2 separate regions of the Mus musculus genome follow, and region 1 is linked to region 2. Evidence: chromatin contacts called from public HiChIP or PLAC-seq data. All regions are on one chromosome and are shown on one strand. Each heading gives the region's core, a stretch centred on a gene start, on an enhancer-like site or on the middle of the called end of the contact. The rest is flanking DNA. Distances are from core to core; before and after follow the strand shown.

The links. HiChIP or PLAC-seq counts read pairs in DNA pulled down with a chosen protein or histone mark.
Region 1: a contact with region 2 is called in an H3K27ac HiChIP or PLAC-seq map of embryonic stem cells, with 12 read pairs. The contact joins the enhancer-like site here to the promoter of Aqp3 in region 2. A contact is called at or near these places in 8 of 39 promoter capture datasets (the HPC-7 cell line, cranial neural crest, embryonic stem cells and 5 more), 1 of 484 Hi-C or Micro-C datasets (erythroblasts), 2 of 115 datasets of contacts at active chromatin or transcription factors (both in embryonic stem cells) and 3 of 9 other capture datasets (adipose tissue, liver and pancreatic islet).

The regions. Positions count from the first base shown.
Region 1 is chr4:41,162,198-41,166,483 of GRCm38.p6, reverse strand. The region is part of intron 1 of Ube2r2 (ubiquitin-conjugating enzyme E2R 2); the gene reads right to left. Among named protein-coding and RNA genes, the nearest start is that of Ube2r2, 28 kb to the right of the region's middle. Within about 2 kb of position 1,308, at least 50 of the 459 cell types and tissues checked have an H3K27ac peak or open chromatin away from gene starts, as enhancers often do. A contact at or near this core is called in adipose tissue and embryonic stem cells, where this site is marked.
Region 2 is chr4:41,096,902-41,101,647 of GRCm38.p6, reverse strand. Aqp3 (aquaporin 3) reads left to right here and starts at 3,465. Exons shown (of 6, transcript NM_016689.2): 1 at 3,465-3,646. The coding sequence starts at 3,539.

The sequences.
Region 1 (4,286 bases), core at 59-2,558, 67 kb before region 2:
TCACTCCAGTCCTCACAAAGTCAAGGCCTGGAAACAAAATCTGTCTTCGAAAGCAAGAGGTAGAGAAGGCCTTTTGCGTCCTCAGTATTCTCCTGGACCAACCCTCCAGGATTTTGACAAAGAACCTGGCATCAACAAACCTCACATAAAAATGCTGCCAAAGCCTAGAAGTCTTAGCCAGCTACATCTGCCCCATTACCATTTTTATAATAAGGTAGACCATGGCCACCAGGTGGCAGCAAACTCTCTCCAAGATCAGATCAGATTTAGATGGGAAGGATTTCCTGAAATTCCAAGACAAAAATATCTCACATTTTGTATAAATTGTTTAACTCCACTTATCCCAGTCTGGTGGAACATAGATACCACCCATCATATAACCATCATTCTAGAATATGATGTTCTGGACTTAATACTTGTATACTGTTATATATAAAATAAAATAAAACAAAATTATGCCAGCTTAATATGCGTGCAATAGACTCACATAGGTGCATTCTTGTAATCAGAGCTGTCAGAAGCTGAGTCGGGAACTCTGAGTTCAAAGCTATCCTTATTGCAGGGAGGATCTTATCTGGGGGCCCGCAAAGGGGGCTCTGGCTGTGAAACAATGATAGACTAAGCACTTGCTGCAAAATCCTGGGTGCAGTTTCTAGCACTGTAAAACAAACAAAAATGTAGGGGGTGGTTCTGATGCTAAGGTCCTGTTCCCCAATTGGTTCTCCATAGATCAGTAAAGATGCCAGGAGCCAGTTGCTGGGCAGAAAGAAAGAGACGGGACTTCCAGGAACCACAGGCAAGCTAAGACACTCAGGAGGAGGAAGAGAGCTTTTGCAATGTTTCAGAGGGAGAAAAGGCCACAGCCATGTGAGATCTAGGGTGGAGTGAAAAGTTGAGAACAGATTTAGGATGCTGAGCTAAGAAAATTGGGAAGGGCAAGCTAGCTGTGGGAGATCAGAAGCACCTAGCAATTGAGCCAATAATGCAGGCTGAAAATAAGTTTGTGAGTGTGTGTGTGTGTGTGTGTGTGTGTGTGTGTGTGTGTGTGTTTTATCCACAGATCCAAGGGAACCTTGGTGGGGCTGGTAGAGTAGTCAGTCCACTCAGAGCTTAAAGCCGAGTAGTAAAAGATACATGGAACAGATGGCACACAATGAGGAAGGCAAGAATCCACTATTAGTCTAGGATGGTATACCCACACTCAAATGATGTAAGTCTAGGAAGAGGGAAGAACTGGTTTCTCAACAGAGCAGAGCCCAGTTATGGCTCCAGCTAGGAAAACTGGAACAAAGGAATACAGCCACAGCCAGAGAGAGCTGAAGGGGAGAGGCTGGGAACTCCTGCTGTGCAGTCAGGCTGTGACCAGGAAGAAGGCAGTGAGAGACAAACAAAAAGAGCAGCCTGCTTCTTACAAGCAGGTAATCAAAGGATAGACTTTTAACATTTGATTTACTTGTCTTAAAAGATAGAAGGGAATACAGATTTTGCCCAAGCCACGTGGGAATTTCTTCCTGCGGTTCAGAACTGATACAAAGAGCTTAAGATTTGAGGCAGAAAGCCAGATAGTAGATGCAGCAAATATTAAGCTCCACAGAACAGCGGAGGTAGAGAGAATGAGTGAATAAATGCTTTAAAGATGTGTAAAAGTCTTGCCAAGACAACTTCTAGGGATCTTTGAATGTGGCTGACACAAGATTTCTATTGATTGCTTTTGCCAGGTATGATATAAATAGAGCCTGGAAATAGGTGCATACAGTAAGCAGAAGGAAATTTAAAGTTAATTACAGAGAAATGTATGCCTCAATTGTTTTTCATTGAGGCATATTGATCTTAAAAAATTAGATCATCTGGGCGTGGTGGCGCACGCCTTTAATCCCAGCACTTGGGAGGCAGAGGCAGGAGAATTTCTGAGTTTGAGGCCAGCTTGGTCTACAGAGTGAGTTCCAGGACAGCCAGGGCTACACAGAGAAACCCTGTCTCGGAAAAAAAAAAAAATTATATCAAAGGCAGAGAATAGGTTGCTTAGCCTATCTTAAGACAGTAGAAATTTAGGCCTTGAGAATTATATAGAGAGAGCCTGGAAATAGGCCCATACAGTAAGTGGACAGGAATATTAAATAATTTAGGCCTTGATCTCATGAAGACACGAGACAGCAAAAACACTGACTCGTTTAATATTTGTTTAGATTGCTTTTATCTACTTTGAACTGTTTTATTTATCAAAATGAGTATGGTTTTGAGTTTAGTAGTTATACTAAAATCCCTCTGGGAGAGAGGTCAAGCTAAACAGTTAAAGATTTCCAGTTACTGGACCAAGGACTTGTTAGTCTGGAAGAAAGTCTCTGCTTTTGTGTTGACAGGAAAGGAGAAGAGGCTTCGGACTCCAGAGTGATATGGATCAGATATGACGGGGAGACCCCCTCAAGAACTAGAAAAATTCAAGAGAAACAAACAGGACAGGTAAAGGGTCATCGTGCTACCCTTCACAGGGCATGAATGAACACTTATAATTGGTTATTGATAAAATTAACTCATAAAAAAGACAGCTGTCTACCACCTGCTCAATCAAAGAACAAAACTTCATCCTTAACTGATGTGTGCACCCTGCACATTGCATGAGAAAACCTTAATGGTCCTAAAGTTTTGGTTGTGAGGTTCCAATATTACAGAATGCCCAGCTTTGCTGAGGTTTGTCCTAAGGTACTGAGCTGACCTGCCTGCCCCTGCTCCTGGTTGCTACACAAAACAGCTCTGGGACTTGCTGCTGATTCTAGGCCATCTCACCTCATCCAACCTTTCACACAGACCCAGTCAGAACTCCAGTCAAGCTCCGACCGAGCCTTCCAAACATGCAGAGACTGGATAACAGATGCGAAAGGTAACTTTAAGTCTATCCAGTTTTTCTAATTTCCCTCCCCTCCCCACCCCTCTAGAGAATTTTTTTTTTTTAAACAGTGACATCTGAAAATCTTTTTTTTTTTAAAGATTTATTCATTTATTATATGTAAGTACACTGTAGCTGTTTTCAGACACTCCAGAAGAAGGAGTCAGATCTCGTTATGGATGGTTGTGAGCCACCATGTGGTTGCTGGGATTTGAACTCATGACCTTCGGAAGAGCAGTCGGGTGCTTTTACCCACTGAGCCATCTCACCAGCCCATAGAGAATTTCTTTTCACCCCTATTCAGCAGGAAGAAGCTATGGAGAGTCGCCAACCCAATTCCCTGGGCTTGGGTGTCTGTTTATTTTACAAATTATAGACAGTCTGTCATTTTAAGAGATAATTTGGAAATGGTCATAATTTTGGGAGGAAATAGATGGGATGGATTACTAAATTTTATCCTTGAACAAAGCATTGTGTAGCCATAATCTTAATTGATAGGAATCTTTATAGCTGATACAAATTGAATTATAATTTCTTACATTGGTACAGAATTTATATTGATAAAAATTCAAGGTTTTTATTGGTGTGAATTTCCTATATTGATACAAAATTTGAGATTAATATTGTTACTCTTAGAGAGGCATTGTGCCAATGCAACTCATTTAAGAATATAAAGCTTAGGGGCTGGTGAGATGGCTCAGCGGATAAGAGCACTGACTGCTCTTCTGAAGGTCATGAGTTCAAATCCCAGCAACCATATGGTGGTTCACAACCACCCATAACGAGATCTGACTCCCTTTTCTGGAGTGTCTGAAGTCAGCTACAGTGTACTTACATATAGTAAATAAATAGATAAATAAACAAATAGAATAGAAAGCTTAGACCCAGTCCTTCCCAAACTGCTTATGATTACGAAACACAAGCTAAGGGAAGGATAGCAAACTCATAGCTATACTGATTTAATTATAAAAAGCCCCTTCAATTTACTCAAATAGAAATGGCTAAGAGTAGCTACGGTTTGAAAGCTCAAGATGGTCTTCAAAAACATCAGAAATCTGCATAATGTGATATTTAATGTTATTTCATTACTAAGCTGACAATGAGACGTGTCTGATACAGACAGGCTCCCCATTCTCCTTCAAAGAAACATTGAACACCTTTATCTCCAGGAGAGGTTGCTTATTGTGGCAAGGTAGCCACAGAGCAGAAATTGCTTCTACCATCTACAGTCAATATACTGTCCGAAAGGGACAAACAGGTGGGATAGTCAACTACTAGCTCTGTCAAGACAGCATAAAGCTGGTCCTTCATATTTCCTGCTTCATGAAAGGTCTGCCAGGTGGTTCTGGGCCAGAAGGCTGAAGATAGATGCCCTGATGCGATAACTAGAGGCTGTCGAGGT
Region 2 (4,746 bases), core at 2,216-4,715:
GGCAAGAATGTAATTACAAGCTGTGTGTGTGTGTGTGTGTGTGTGTGTGTGTGTGTGTGTGTGTGTGTGCATGTATGTCCCTGAGCAATTGTGAATCTATTGCTAATTCTCAATGTTAGGATTCTCTCCATTTAAGTTCGACAGGCCTGGAACTTGCTATATAGGCTGACCTCAAATTCACAGAAATCTCCCTGCCTCTTCCTTCTCACAAGCTGGGATCACAAGTGTTCGCCACACTACTATGTCTGGCTTTTTCTTTCTTTCAGTATTTTTGTTTTTATGATTATTTATTGGAGTGGGGGAGGGGGCATGCCACAGTGCATGTGTGGAGGTCAGAGGGCATGACCTCTGACTTCTCCTTCCACCATGTAGGTCCCTGTCACCTCAGGCCTGGAGGAAAGTGCTGAGTCCACTCACTGTATTTATTTTCTGAGCAAAGGTTTCCTGTAGCCCAAGAGTGGCCTTGAACTCCTTGACCCTTGGGTCTCCAATGCCCCATTGCTGAGATTTTAGGCTTGGCTCCTCTCTACCTTTCATATGCTAATCCTTGTTTCTGACAGCCATTCTCCGAGGACAAGTCCCCAGGACTCAGCTCTTCCAGATTAAGTCCTCCTGAAAAATGTAGTTTCTTGGTCTTCTCTGGCAAAGAATGCATCTATACAGACGGGGGGGGGGGGGCACGACACCCCCATTTCTCCCAGTTGTAAGGAAGCAGGGCTCAGGCTTCTATACCCGTTTCCAGATGATTGGTTGATTGATTGATTGTTTTGATGCCAGGTATCAAACTCAGAACCTTGGACATGCTAGGTAAGGATTTTACTGTTGAGCCACAACCTCAGCCCAGTTTCCCAGGTACTAAATGAAGCATTAAACTTGTGTGTGATGGTTCATGCCTGTAATCCCATCACTTGAGAGGTTTAGGTAAAAGGTTGTCAAGAACTGGAGGCCAGCCTGGGCTACATAGTGAGTTGAAGGCCAATTTGGGCCAGTTTGTGTGACTTTGTCTCAAAAACAAACAAACAAAAATCAACCAAATCAACCAACGAAACAAATAAACAAACAAAAAACCAAAATGAATGAATGAATGAATGAATGCAGCACTGGGAAGGGATGGCACTCAATGGTAGAGTACATGCTTAGGATGCCATGCCCCAGGCCTGAGCAGAAAGAGAAAAAGAAGGGAGGGAGGGAGGGAGGGAGGGAGGGAGGGAGGGAGGGAGGGATGCAGGCAGGCAGTACTGAGAGCAATGGTGCCTATGGTGTTCCTCTGATGGATCAGACATTTTTACAGTTTGATGTAATTTCTCTCCATATTTTAGACTTTGAGACACAGTCTTTTTTGTGCAGGATAGGAACTGAAAAGAGAGGAGTCTCACTCTGTAGCTCTGGATGTCCTGGAATTTCACTACGTAGACCAGGCTGTCCTGAAACTCACAGATCCACAAACAGCTGGGATTAAATGTTTTCACCAACATACCCCTTTCAGCCATTTAAAAAATAGTTATTTTTATTCTTTTTAATTATGTGTCTGTATGTGGGTTTGCACACTTGGGCCACACTTACCCACAGAGACCGGAGGTGTAGGGTCTCCTGGATCTGATGGTGATGATGCCTGTGTGGATGCTGGGAACTGAGCTTGGGTCATCTATAAGAACAGTTCACTATAAACCACCGAGCCACCTCTCCAGCTTTCTCTTCTCTTCTCTTCTCTTCTCTTCTCTTCTCTTCTCTTCTTTTCTTTTTTTGAGACAGGCAGTTAGTAAGTTGCCCAGGCTAGCCTTGAACTCACCCAGTAAGATAACTGCTGAGTCCCACCCTCAGAACCCGTCGGGGGCCGAGTGCAGCCACTACCCCTCTGCCTAGCCTGGAGGCGCTGGTGGGGAAGACGGGTGACAGTTGTAAGGAGGGTCCTGTGGAGCTTGAATTTGTAAGCTTCCTGTCACCCTCCCAAGTAGCTGGTGAACTCTCTCTTTTTGAGACAGGGTCTTATTATGAAGCCTAGGCTAATTCCAAATCCACAATTTTCCTACCTTAGCTCGTGAGTGCTGGGATTATGGGTATGTGCCATGAAACCTGGTTGAGTTTAATCTCTCTCTAAAAAAAAAAAAAAAAAAAAAGCCAGGCGTGGTGGTGCACGCCTTTAATCCCAGCACTTGGGAGGCAGAGGCAGGCGAATTTCTGAGTTCAAGGCTAGCCTGGTCTACAGAGTGAGTTCCAGGACAGCTAGGGCTACACAGAGAAACCCTGTCATGAAAAAACAAAACAAAACAAAACAAAAAAAGTAAAAATAATTATGCCAGATGTGGTGGCTCCCGTTTTTTCAAATTCCGGCCCTTGGGAGGCAGAGACAGGTAGATCTCTCTTAGTTTAAGGACTGGGGCTACATGGTGCGTTCCAGGCCAGCCAGGGTTGCAAGGTAAGGCCTTATCTAAAAAAGAAAGAAAGAACGAAAGAAAGAAAGAAAGAAAGAAGGAAGGAAGGAAGGAAAGAAGGAAAGAAAGAAAGAAAGAAAGAAAGAGAGAGAGAGAGAGAAAGAAAGTGAGAGAAAGAAAGGAAGGAAGAAAGAAAGAAAGAAAAATTAATGATGATATACATGTGGGCACATGCACTGCTATGAACGTGTGGAGTTGGTTCTTTCTCTTCGGGTGGGTTTCAGGGATTGAATTCGGGTTGTCAGTCTGCCCTGGCAAGCGCTCTTCCTGTTGAGCCTACTCCCGGGGCCCCAGCTTAATTACTTAAAAGAGTAGATTTACATCGATGGGAGTGGGAAAGGAGGAGTTAAAAACAGCTGGAATTCACATGATGTAGCATGTGACATGTCAAGACAACAGCAGCTCAGCCAAGGGGGAAGGTCCACAAGGAGAAAGCCCAGGTATCCCGGCCCGCACGTGGCGCGTCCAGACGGTGTGACCAGGTCACAGGACATATACCATGCTAATCAACACATGCAACATGTGACATGTTCCCAGGGCACACGAAGCGCTGGTGAATTCTGGTTAGAACTCTGCATACACCTGCCTACCAGGGTCGTCACTCTGAGGTCTCTTCCCACTAGAGGTTTATAGCCTCCTTTAAAAATCAGCCGCCCGATTGAAGACCTGTTCTATCCAGTCATCGCAGCAAGCTGGTTCCTCACTCCTAGCGTGAGACGATGCCCACAAAGGCTCTCTGTGAAGGGGGTTGGGGTAGGGGGGTGGGGGGGGGTGGCGCTCGGGAGACCGCTTGCTCTTCCCGTTTTCACAGTATCCCAGTCCTCTCAGTACAACACTCACTCCCCTAAGAATCCTGCAGAGCCAACCCACCCTTAAAGCTCCACAGGACCCTCCTTACAACTGTCACCCCGCGTCCCCACCAGCGCCTCCAGGCTAGGTGGAGGGGTGGTGGCCGCACTCCGCCCCCGCGGGGTTCCGAGGGTGGGGCTCAGCAGGCTGAGCGTATAAAGGGCGCCACCTGCGCTCCGGGCCACCGCTCTCGGTGCCTTGCGCTAGCTACTTTGCACTCGTACGCCGCCGGACCTCGCCGCTGCCTGCCTCGCGCCATGGGTCGACAGAAGGAGTTGATGAATCGTTGTGGGGAGATGCTTCACATCCGCTACCGGCTGCTTCGCCAGGCGCTGGCGGAGTGCCTGGGGACCCTCATCCTTGTGGTGAGTGCAGGGTAGTGAGCAGTCCTATCTATTTCAGGCCCCGTGGTCCCCAACTCCTTATTCACTCCAGGGACAGTTTTCCAGGCAGACACGACCAGTTCCCCAGCTCTGCTCCCGAGGCTTAACCCTCAGGGTCAAGCTGACCTCCAAAGCCTTCAACAGTCTTGACAGTTCTAACTCAACTTGTGACAGTGCTACTTACCCAAGAACAGCTCTGCTATTTTGCCTTTCCCCCTGGAGACAGAGACCAAGGCTGCGGAGGGTCACCCCTTAGTGTGGGACCTCCCACACGTTTCCTGGCTTCCCAACTTTCCCAGGGCTCCAACCTCAGGACACAGCAGAGAAAGGCAAATGGACACCCCTATTAAGTTATTTGGGTCTTGGGTGTCTGGCCCCTAATGAATAATTAAGCCTCAGAAAGTCCAAAAGTTGCAGTGAAGTGAGGGCGGATTACGGCAGGTAGGGGCAGAGGGCGCAGATTTCTTGGGCTGTAAGCAGCAAAATCGGAAGAACGGAGATTGTGGAAGGAAACAGAGCCTAACAGAACAGTGGGCGCGTCTAAATGTGTTGTGCACACGCTGTAGGAGTCCTTCGGATCCTGCGACCCAGATGCTTCCAGCGTCTTTGCTGGCCTTTTGATCCCCCCTCTGCCTCTCCTCTCAATGGCCCCTGGTGAACCCCCAGATCTCAGGCTTCTGCAGTTTTGCCCCGAGTTCTGGTTAACTTGGCGCACTTCTTGATCAGACAGACACTATGGCTTTCATTTCCTGTCCCAGTTACTCTGATTTTCAGCCACTGACTTGTTTTTCTGAGTCTCTTCTCAATTCCGGTGTCCCTTTTTGCAGTGGGGTGGGTTACTTGAGTTCCAGCAACAGCCTCAGTCTTGGGTAGTGCAGATCAGTCAACTGGCGAGGGAACATGGTGGGGCAGGCTACACATGGAGAAAGGGGGCCCAAATGTGCCTCTGACTTCATAGACTAGTGGCCTATCAGTTGTCCCCACTCCCTCCTGCCTCGGTGGTTCCCTGTTTCCTATCTTGATTTGTGAGTCTGGCCACCTGTTCGGTTGAGAGCAGCAAGAGGACAAGGGAGGGTGTCTTA